2 separate regions of the Gasterosteus aculeatus genome follow, and region 2 is linked to region 1. The links are chromatin contacts, called in public Hi-C maps. All regions are on one chromosome and are shown on one strand. The core of a region is the stretch at or near the end of the contact, and the rest is flanking DNA. Distances in the headings are between cores, read along the strand shown. Region 1 holds the start of hoxb5b (homeobox B5b). Region 2 overlaps skap1 (src kinase associated phosphoprotein 1).

Region 1 (4,188 bases), core at 973-3,472:
CAGTAATTCGGACACTAAAGCGCTATGAATTGCCCCGGGATACATTCGGTGTACATTCAATGAAGAGCAGCATATGGTTTGGAAACTTGTTGTTTTTTTGTTTGTTTTTTAACTGTACAATGAATTTACTCCCGATAGACCGTGAAAGAAGTCACAATAAAGAGCTCAAGTTGAAACACCTTCAAGATAGGAAGAGAGAGAGAGAGAGAAAGGGAGAGCGAGAGAGAGAGCAATACGCATGGACAATTACTACCCCCGATAATATTTACATCGTGTTTTACAAATATGACATCTAAGCAATCATAGCACAACAACAGGGAACTAAAAATGTCATTTTAAGACCACAGAATACTTCTTTTTCTACCACAATAGCATGCTGAAAGGTGCTGCGCTTTATAGCTTTACGGAACTCGTGGATTCTTTCTTTTTTTGTCATTTTTTTTAAATAGTGTTATTTGTTTTACTCTCCCCCCCACCGCGCATCCTCCCCTTCCCCCACCAAGAAAAAAAAAGTTATTATTCAGTTATGGAAGGCGCTGCCTCCTGTCACCAGACTCATGCTTTTCAGCTTATTGTCCTTCTTCCACTTCATCCTGCGGTTCTGAAACCAGATTTTGATCTGTCTTTCGGAGAGACACAGGGCGTGTGCTATCTCTATCCTCCGCCGCCTGGTCAGGTACCTATTGAAGTGAAACTCTTTCTCCAGCTCTAGCGTCTGGTACCGGGTGTACGCGGTTCGGGCCCTTTTCCCATCCGGTCCAGTCATATCTACAACAATCAATTGTTCACAGAAAAATCCAAATTAGCAACCGCACTGAACAACAACAACAACAACAACAACGAAGAAAAGAGGTTTGCACTGCAACGCTTTTCTGTAAATGTTTAGCTGCACGCACACGCACACGCACACGCACACGCACACACACACACACTGGAGGGGTCACAACACGAGGAGAAGGCATGCGACACAAAACAAGCACTCACACGGTTCTCTCTCAGCTCCAACTCCCGCAGACAAAAAAAAAAAACCCCAGCCGGCACATAACCCCGAAAAAACATAACACAACCAGCCGAGCCCACCTCCACAAATACTGACCCTTTTTGTTACCCCCCCACCCCCACCACCACCTATCGTCTCCATACACACCGAGATGCTCACTCATGCAAACACTCTGGCAGATTTATGACACGCCGTCCAGCGTGACATCCGTCCAAACTAAATATTATTAGAGGTGTGAATATACCATGGCTTATGTGCAGTTTCCGCATCCAGGGGAATATTTGTGGCGACTGGCAATCATTCGATGAGGGGGTAGAGGAGGTGGCGTTTGGATCCTGGTGGTGCTGCTGCTGCTGCTGCGCCCGGGTGGCCGAGCCGGAGCCGCCGCTGCCGTGTGCGCCCTCCTCGGTCTCGGAGTTGACGGAGGGGTCCTCTATCTCCGTGAAAAGCGCGCTTCCGCCGCCGTTGTTGTTGTTGTTGTTTTTGTTGAGATTGTTGCCGCTCGCGGTCGAGCTCCGGTCACAGGGAGGAGAGGGGCTTTTTAGTTCCAGCGGCTCGCGGCTGGCCGTGGCGCACGACGGCGGCACCGGGTCTGGAGACGCGAGGGAGCAGTTGGGCGTCTGTCTGTACCGGGCGTCCGGCGCGAATCCACGGCCGTCCTCCCTCACGGCCCCGAAGTGGCCGCCGTTGTTGGCGCGGTTCACGGTTAGGTCCATGCCATTGTAGTTGTAGCCGAAAGACCCGGAGTGCATGGTGCCAGGGTCTCTGAAGGAGCCGCTCACAGCGCCGTTAGTCCCATAATTTAGTAACTGATAGTCGGAGCCATTTGGATAGCGCCCCGAGAACGAGTTTACAAAGTAAGAGCTCATTTGCTTGGATTTTTAAAGCCTCGATTTGTAGATCTTTGTCGCTATAATCCTGTGTGCTTGCACGATTTATGGACGCAATCATGAATTATAAGCAATGAAGCCCCTACTGTACTTTGCCAGGTATGCGGCCAAATATGGGAGAGCGTTCGAGAATCACGTGCCTTTGTTGACCAGTCGTAAATCCTCACTGATGACTTCAAGAGGTAATTCATGCTCCGTGGTTACAAATGATGACGAAATAATGGTCGTTAGGCTCCAGTCAATGGTGCCTCCCCGCTGCGCTCCCGAGAGCCCGAGCGGACAGAGAGCGCCATCTTCTGGACAGAGGCGGTATCGCTTCAGCGGGGACGCGCCGCCAGCGGCCCGCGGAGCCATCCATCATTTTCCGTAACGCGCTGACGATACAGGCCACAAAAGGCTCAGGTAACGCATAACAGAGACGTATCATCCGCGCTGCTGGCAGCTTAACGCGTGGAGTGTCAACGTGGAATTATTTTTCATCGTTACCCGGAGTTTCATGGGTATTTTTATTGGTTTATTGTTGCGTCAGGAGACGTTCAGCACCGTGTTAGAATAATACTTACAATAATGATAGTCTGTTTTTAAAAACAAAACGACGCCACAAGATCGTCCAATATACATCAAAAAGCCTTTATTTCTATGTACAATTTCCTAAACAAAATATTTCACGCAATATCCAAATGTGCATTGAACCGGAGGTGAACAACAATAAATAACATGTAACATTTCTTGTCTGTACAGATGTCAGATGGCACAGCTGCAAAAACATCAAGCCTAAGACTATTATAGAACAACGAACACCACGGGAGGACAAAATAAGAACAAACCCAGTAGCCCCTTACGATAACGACAGAGTAAAAACAAAAAACTGAACACTAAACATATTTACATTTTGGCGGATTTTGCATAAAGTCCCCCAAATGAAGACACGAGCACAAGGACAGACAAGAGGACCTGGTTTCAACCTAATGCACCAAACACCACCGTGCAGATACTGAAATGAAGTCTATCCGTCTCTAACATGGCATTGGCAGCACTTTATCTACACAAAAATTATACATCATTTTTATTATGGCAGTGTGCACACGAACGCGCGCGCGCGTACACACGAACACGCACACACACACGCACACGCGCCTTCCCTTCAGTGTCCCTTTATCTCCTTTTTCTCTGCCTGTTGTTGTTCCTCCTCCTCTTCTTCGGGTGTCTTTGAAGGATTCAGGAGCTTGTTCTCCTTTTTCCACTTCATCCTGCGGTTCTGGAACCAGATCTTGATCTGTCTCTCCGTGAGACACAGGGCGTGCGAGATCTCTATCCGGCGCCTCCTGGTCAGGTAGCGGTTGAAGTGGAACTCCTTCTCCAGCTCCAGGGTCTGGTAGCGGGTGTAGGTCTGTCGGCCCCTGCGGCCACTGTTGCCAAATGGACCTGGAGGGGAAAAAATGTTTATATTCAATTAATCAATTCATTGATAATTAAATGTTTTGTCTTGAGTCAATGTCGAAAGTGTAGGAGGAAAAATCTACCTGAGAGTGCACTCGAAATCTGTAGTGGTGTGTCTGAAAGAATACAATAAAGTAAGGATTCAGATGTCTGGTGTATTTCAACTCCAAATCACAGTGAAACATTCAAATGTAATATTTCTTAGTGTATAAAGTAGATAAGGGAATTACCTGTACTTTGTTGTATGTATTCTTTTTAATTTTCTCCTATATTTCGGTCACAGCCTTCTTACACAAAAAGCTAATATCAATGTTCGTTTAAAATGTATATATTGTAAGATATGACCATATTCACATATTATATAGATTTAATATACAAATTGCACACATTACGTGAGTTTATATCTACCTTTGCCTATGCTTTATTATAAAAAAAACATCATTCATGATGTCATTATTGTGGGCTACAGGATGTATGTGAACACAGCGTGGTGCGTAAAAGTGCCCTCATGGTGAATTTCCTCTCCTAGGACAGCATCATATGTCCCACTGAGCATTGTAATCAACGACGCTCATATGGGAAGTCGTGTTTTATGAAATGTGTGATATTTAGAAGCTGCTCGAGGTGTTTCTGCAATGTTTAATGTCGCTCTAAAACTGAGAAAAGGGCCCATTTCAAGGATGCAATGTGATACTAAAAGCTGTAAACTCGATATCGAGAGAGGGGGGGGGGGGGGGTGTTGGCCAAGTCTCTGTGTGCGTGGGTGCGCGTGTGTGCGCGTGGTTTTCCCGTGTATGCATGTATGTGATGATGATGTCGCAGCCGAAGCCCCCGAAGGCGCGCGGAGCTCCGCGCGCA
Region 2 (4,188 bases), core at 904-3,403, 48 kb before region 1:
TGAAACGGGTGATAAAAATATAAATGAGGATACAAATAATTTAATACAATTTTGTTTCTAACTTAGATCTTAAACAGAAAATATTTGGGGCATAAAATAAGCAGGTTCAGCAAATCATTTAAGTTTTCCTTGTAACTCTTGCTGGGCATTTTTAATATTTTTGGACAATTTATAGAATAAATATTGTGGGTGTAAAAAATTAAAATAATGAATTTTGTAGTTAGTTTTAATTGATTAAAAGAGCCGTGAATGCTCTGATGGTCGGATGGTCCTGATTCACCAAAAGCTAAGAGTAAAGTGTTCTCTAGGTGCAGGTATCTACTCTACCGATGTATTAAATTAAATCATTTATTTTTTTATTTAAATACTGGACTTTATGTGGAAACATAAGAAATGAAATAGAATTAAAGTCCTGCTTCTAAATGCCTTAATAAAACCAAATTCAGTCGGAGAAAAGTCTGACACAAAGAGTAAAGTAAAAATATGATTTAGTCACACTGTTGTTTGAGGATCAAATCTGACCTTCAAATGAAATGTCATTGTTTCAAATAAATGTACCAAATGTATGTTTCATTGGTTGAATCCTTTTTTAAATTGACATTTCTCATTTACTTTTTAAGTATCAAAATATATTCAATAAAATTGTGGGTGACTTTTTAGGATGCATGTTATGTTAAGGATGGTGGTCAAAGACAATAATAGAAGTCTAAATATTCTACAATTAGTCCCTTAAACAATCCAAAACATGCAGATATTCTATGACGCAGATCAAAAAAACAAAAAAAACAAAATATTCCATCCGAATTTAAGAACCAGAGCGCTTAACAACATTGACAACAACACCAGCACGGTGTTCTGATGGTGCCAGGTCTGCACGGGACCATGTGGCCAGAGACCGGAGGAGGCACCAGCCGGCCGCCGTTCTCCTGGAACTCATCGCTCTGCTCGCTGAGCTCCGGCAGATCGGGAATGGCTGCGTGAGCGCTTTGTCTCGGGCCCGAGGACAAGATGGGACACACACACACACACACACACACACACAAACGCACGCGCATGCACACACTCTCACTGACATGACGGAGAGCGTTTTGGGGAAAAGGTGGCGCCTTCTCTCCACCTGGAGGAACGAGGCCTAATGAGAAGCAGCGATGGATGGATGAGCACCGGCAGCCAAGAGGAGCCTCGTTGGCTCAACTCGGCTCACGCAGAGATGCTCCGCTGTGCTCGGCCTCTCCGGGTTCATAAAGCAGGGGGTGGTGGGGAGGGGGTTACGGGGGGGCAAGGTCCGAAATCGTCTTTTTTTTTAATTGCACCCCCATGAGGCCGCAGAGTGGGGGGGTGGCAGGCGATTGCGGAAAGCCGGCTCAGGTTCCCATCCTTGCTAGCGTGAACAGAAGAAGAGGAGAGGGTGAGGGAGACAGCCGGACGGGGGGTGGCGGGGGGGGGGGGGGAGACATTCGGAGAGAGCGAGGGGGAGAGAAACTGTTTTTCTCTCCCTTGGGGCGTCGCAGCACTATTCCACCAACCGAAGTGACAGAGAGTTTTATTTATCTCCGCGGCCCATCTGTGCAGTCACTCTCAAATTCTCCCTGAGAAAGGTCTTTTGGATTATCAGCGCCGCCATTTTAATACAACTGCTACATCACAGAGTGGGTGCCAATGGCAGTGGAAGTCTGTCAGGCGTGCAGAGTCCATCTTCCTCATACTTGAAACGGGTTCATCCAGAGTACACCTGCTGTAATAGGGACATTCCAAGAGGCGGGGAGCGAAGATTATCCAAATCACAAAAACTATGCAAACTCCTCAATGTCCTCTTCCTTCTGTTTGTTCCTCCTCTCTTCTTTTATTTGTCTCTAAGGTTGATTTGTTTTTGGGTGGTTTTGCATTTTAAGCCCCTGAAACGCCATCGTCAGGGGCCCAAGAAACAAAGTTCACGTCTTCCTGCCGAGTGGCTTGAAGGTGATAAAATCAAGCGTCCCGAGAGAAGTCTGGTTTTATCTTCTGGATGCAGATAAGATCCACTGTGTGAGGGTGACGGGAGGCGTGGGGTTTGTGGTGGGGGGGGGGGGGGGTGTTGCCAAACAGCGCCGTGTCGTGGCGGCACGTTGACTCGTTGACCTCCCGGTGACTCCTCCGCCGAGAGAGAGAGAGGAGAGGAAGGGAACGAGCGCTGGCGGGGCTGGCAGCGAGAGCGGGTTGCCATGACAACACCTGCAGTGTACCGGCGCGATCGTTTATTTACCACTCAGGGGGCTGGCTAATGGCTGGCATTCTGATGGGCCCATCGCTCACGGTCCCGTAACCGGAGGACGGATTGACAGCTACTCTGAGCTTGGAGCGGGGAGAAGGTGAGTCGAGGGTTGGGTGGAGGCGGCGAAAGACAGCGAGGTGGCGGGGAGGTGTGTTGGGGGAAGGGGTGGGGGGTGCAGGGGTTCAGGGGGGCGGTGGGGGGGGGGGGGGGGGGGGCGGCCTGCCTCCTTCCCGATTGTGCTCCCAAAAAGCTTTAAAATCTAGGTCAGAAAAATAAATGCATCTGTTTTGGAGAGGTGGGGTAGGAATATAAAACTGTGGACAGATGTTGTCTTTTTTCCCATTTTCATCACACATGCTCCCAAATGACACACACGCACACACACAATCCCAAATGCATACAAACTAGGGGGAGTGCTAATAAGCCTGACACATGAGGCATCTTTCCTCGGCCACCAGCTGACTGAGGCAGGCCTTGGGCGTGATGGAGCGCAGGAAGTCTCTCATTGCCCTGCCGCTGAACCCGCCGCCTGGGTGTTACAAACCCCCCCCACACACACACACCCTGCCCACCCCTCCTACTTTCCTCCCCTTCCTCTCTTTTCCATCTCTTCCCACTTGCATCCTCTCAGTTTTTTTTCTCTTTCTCACTGCATTTCTTTCTGCTCTGCATCGGACTCGTCTGAATCGCTGCAGCTCTCTGCAGTCCTCCCGTCACTGGTCACTTTAACAAAGAAACATGGACGCCGCTAACACAGATCTGTAACCCTGCTATTAGGTTAGCGAGCTCTTCTCCCTGCTCACACAGGTAACACCTAACAAATCGACCCCGATAGGACCTGTAACTGTGGGGGAGGGGCGGGATGCTTATTTCGGGGATGTTACAAGGACTCTGTGCCAAAAGTGATCTTGTCGAAATCCATCCAGAAATATGGACGATAATTCTGCTGGTCCAGCGATCGAAACGGCTACTTAGTGTCCATTTTTTTCCAAGTGGGCTTTTAATTAAATCAGTGAATTGGCTTCAAATTGGAAACATGACGGAGCCTGAGAACGTTTGAAAATATCTCAGGGACGATGAGATTTAATAAGAAGAAAACCTACTCGCTCCTTTCTAATGCACGCCTGGGATTACAGATAGCTCCTTAACTTAATAGCAATTTAAAGTGGATTTGTGTATGCCACTGAGTGTCTGTAATGATGGCTGTTTACGCCGCCCCTCATTTATAATAATTAGGCAGAATGGATTGGGGGTGGGTTGCTCGGACGCGGTTCGGGGCTATTGGCTTGGGCTGAATAATGACCTACTGTAGTTGACCGGGAGTTGACCGCTGCCTCCTGCATGACCCCCAAACCCCAGACTCACCCCCTGCTACTTTGGGTGGTAAATAGGATGTCTTGCCTGTCTATAGCGTCTTGGTGTCTATGGGCACAATAGCAGCCAGGGGTCTTTAAATGGGTGTGTGACAGAGAAAAGGAGAAAGGACAGAGAGGGGGGGGGGGGGTTCACACAAAAGAATAAAAAGGACCCGCCCCCTCTTTGTCTCTCTTGCTTGACTTTTCCCATCTCATTGTTTGCCCACTTTTTCTTTTCTGGGGCTGCATTCAGTGCAGTGTGACCCGCGGGCTGCGGCTTGTTAAACAGAGGAGACCCCAAGAGGTCACAGGTAGCCCGGACAGAGAAGATTGAAACTTTACAGCACGGAATGGGTTTCAGAATGTCATTCCTTAATATCACAGCTTGTATTCATGAGAGGCCATAATTCACAGCACTTTAGTGCGTAAGGCTGTAAATCAGCTTCTGGTCTCGGCAGAAGTGGTCACGTAACAAAACGAGGACGAGAAACCGCCACACGGTGTCAGTGGTGTCTACCACTCAGCCGCAGCCCGACACTTGGGCCAGATGGGACGCTCGGTTTTGGGGGAGGCACGGGATTG

The links. Hi-C and Micro-C count contacts between places; a contact is called where the count stands out from the background.
Region 2: a Hi-C map of tail fin shows a contact between it and region 1, with 2.6 times the contacts expected there. The contact joins the enhancer-like site here to the promoter of hoxb5b in region 1. A contact is called at or near these places in 2 of 6 Hi-C or Micro-C datasets (skeletal muscle and tail fin).

What each region holds. Positions count from the first base shown.
Region 1 is chr5:7,987,036-7,991,223 of fGasAcu3.hap1.1, reverse strand. hoxb5b (homeobox B5b) reads right to left here and starts at 2,222. Exons shown (of 2, transcript XM_040176912.2): 1 at 1,245-2,222; 2 at 1-768. The coding sequence starts at 1,869. The coding sequence ends at 521. hoxb6b (homeobox B6b) reads right to left here. Exons shown (of 3, transcript XM_078102980.1): 2 at 3,414-3,446; 3 at 2,500-3,315. The coding sequence ends at 3,035. All of the region lies in intron 1 of LOC144407964 (a long non-coding RNA gene), which reads left to right.
Region 2 is chr5:8,034,511-8,038,698 of fGasAcu3.hap1.1, reverse strand. All of the region lies in intron 11 of skap1 (src kinase associated phosphoprotein 1), which reads right to left. Among protein-coding and RNA genes, the nearest start is that of snx11, 9.5 kb to the left of the region's middle. Within about 2 kb of position 2,153, at least 2 of the 9 cell types and tissues checked have open chromatin away from gene starts, as enhancers often do.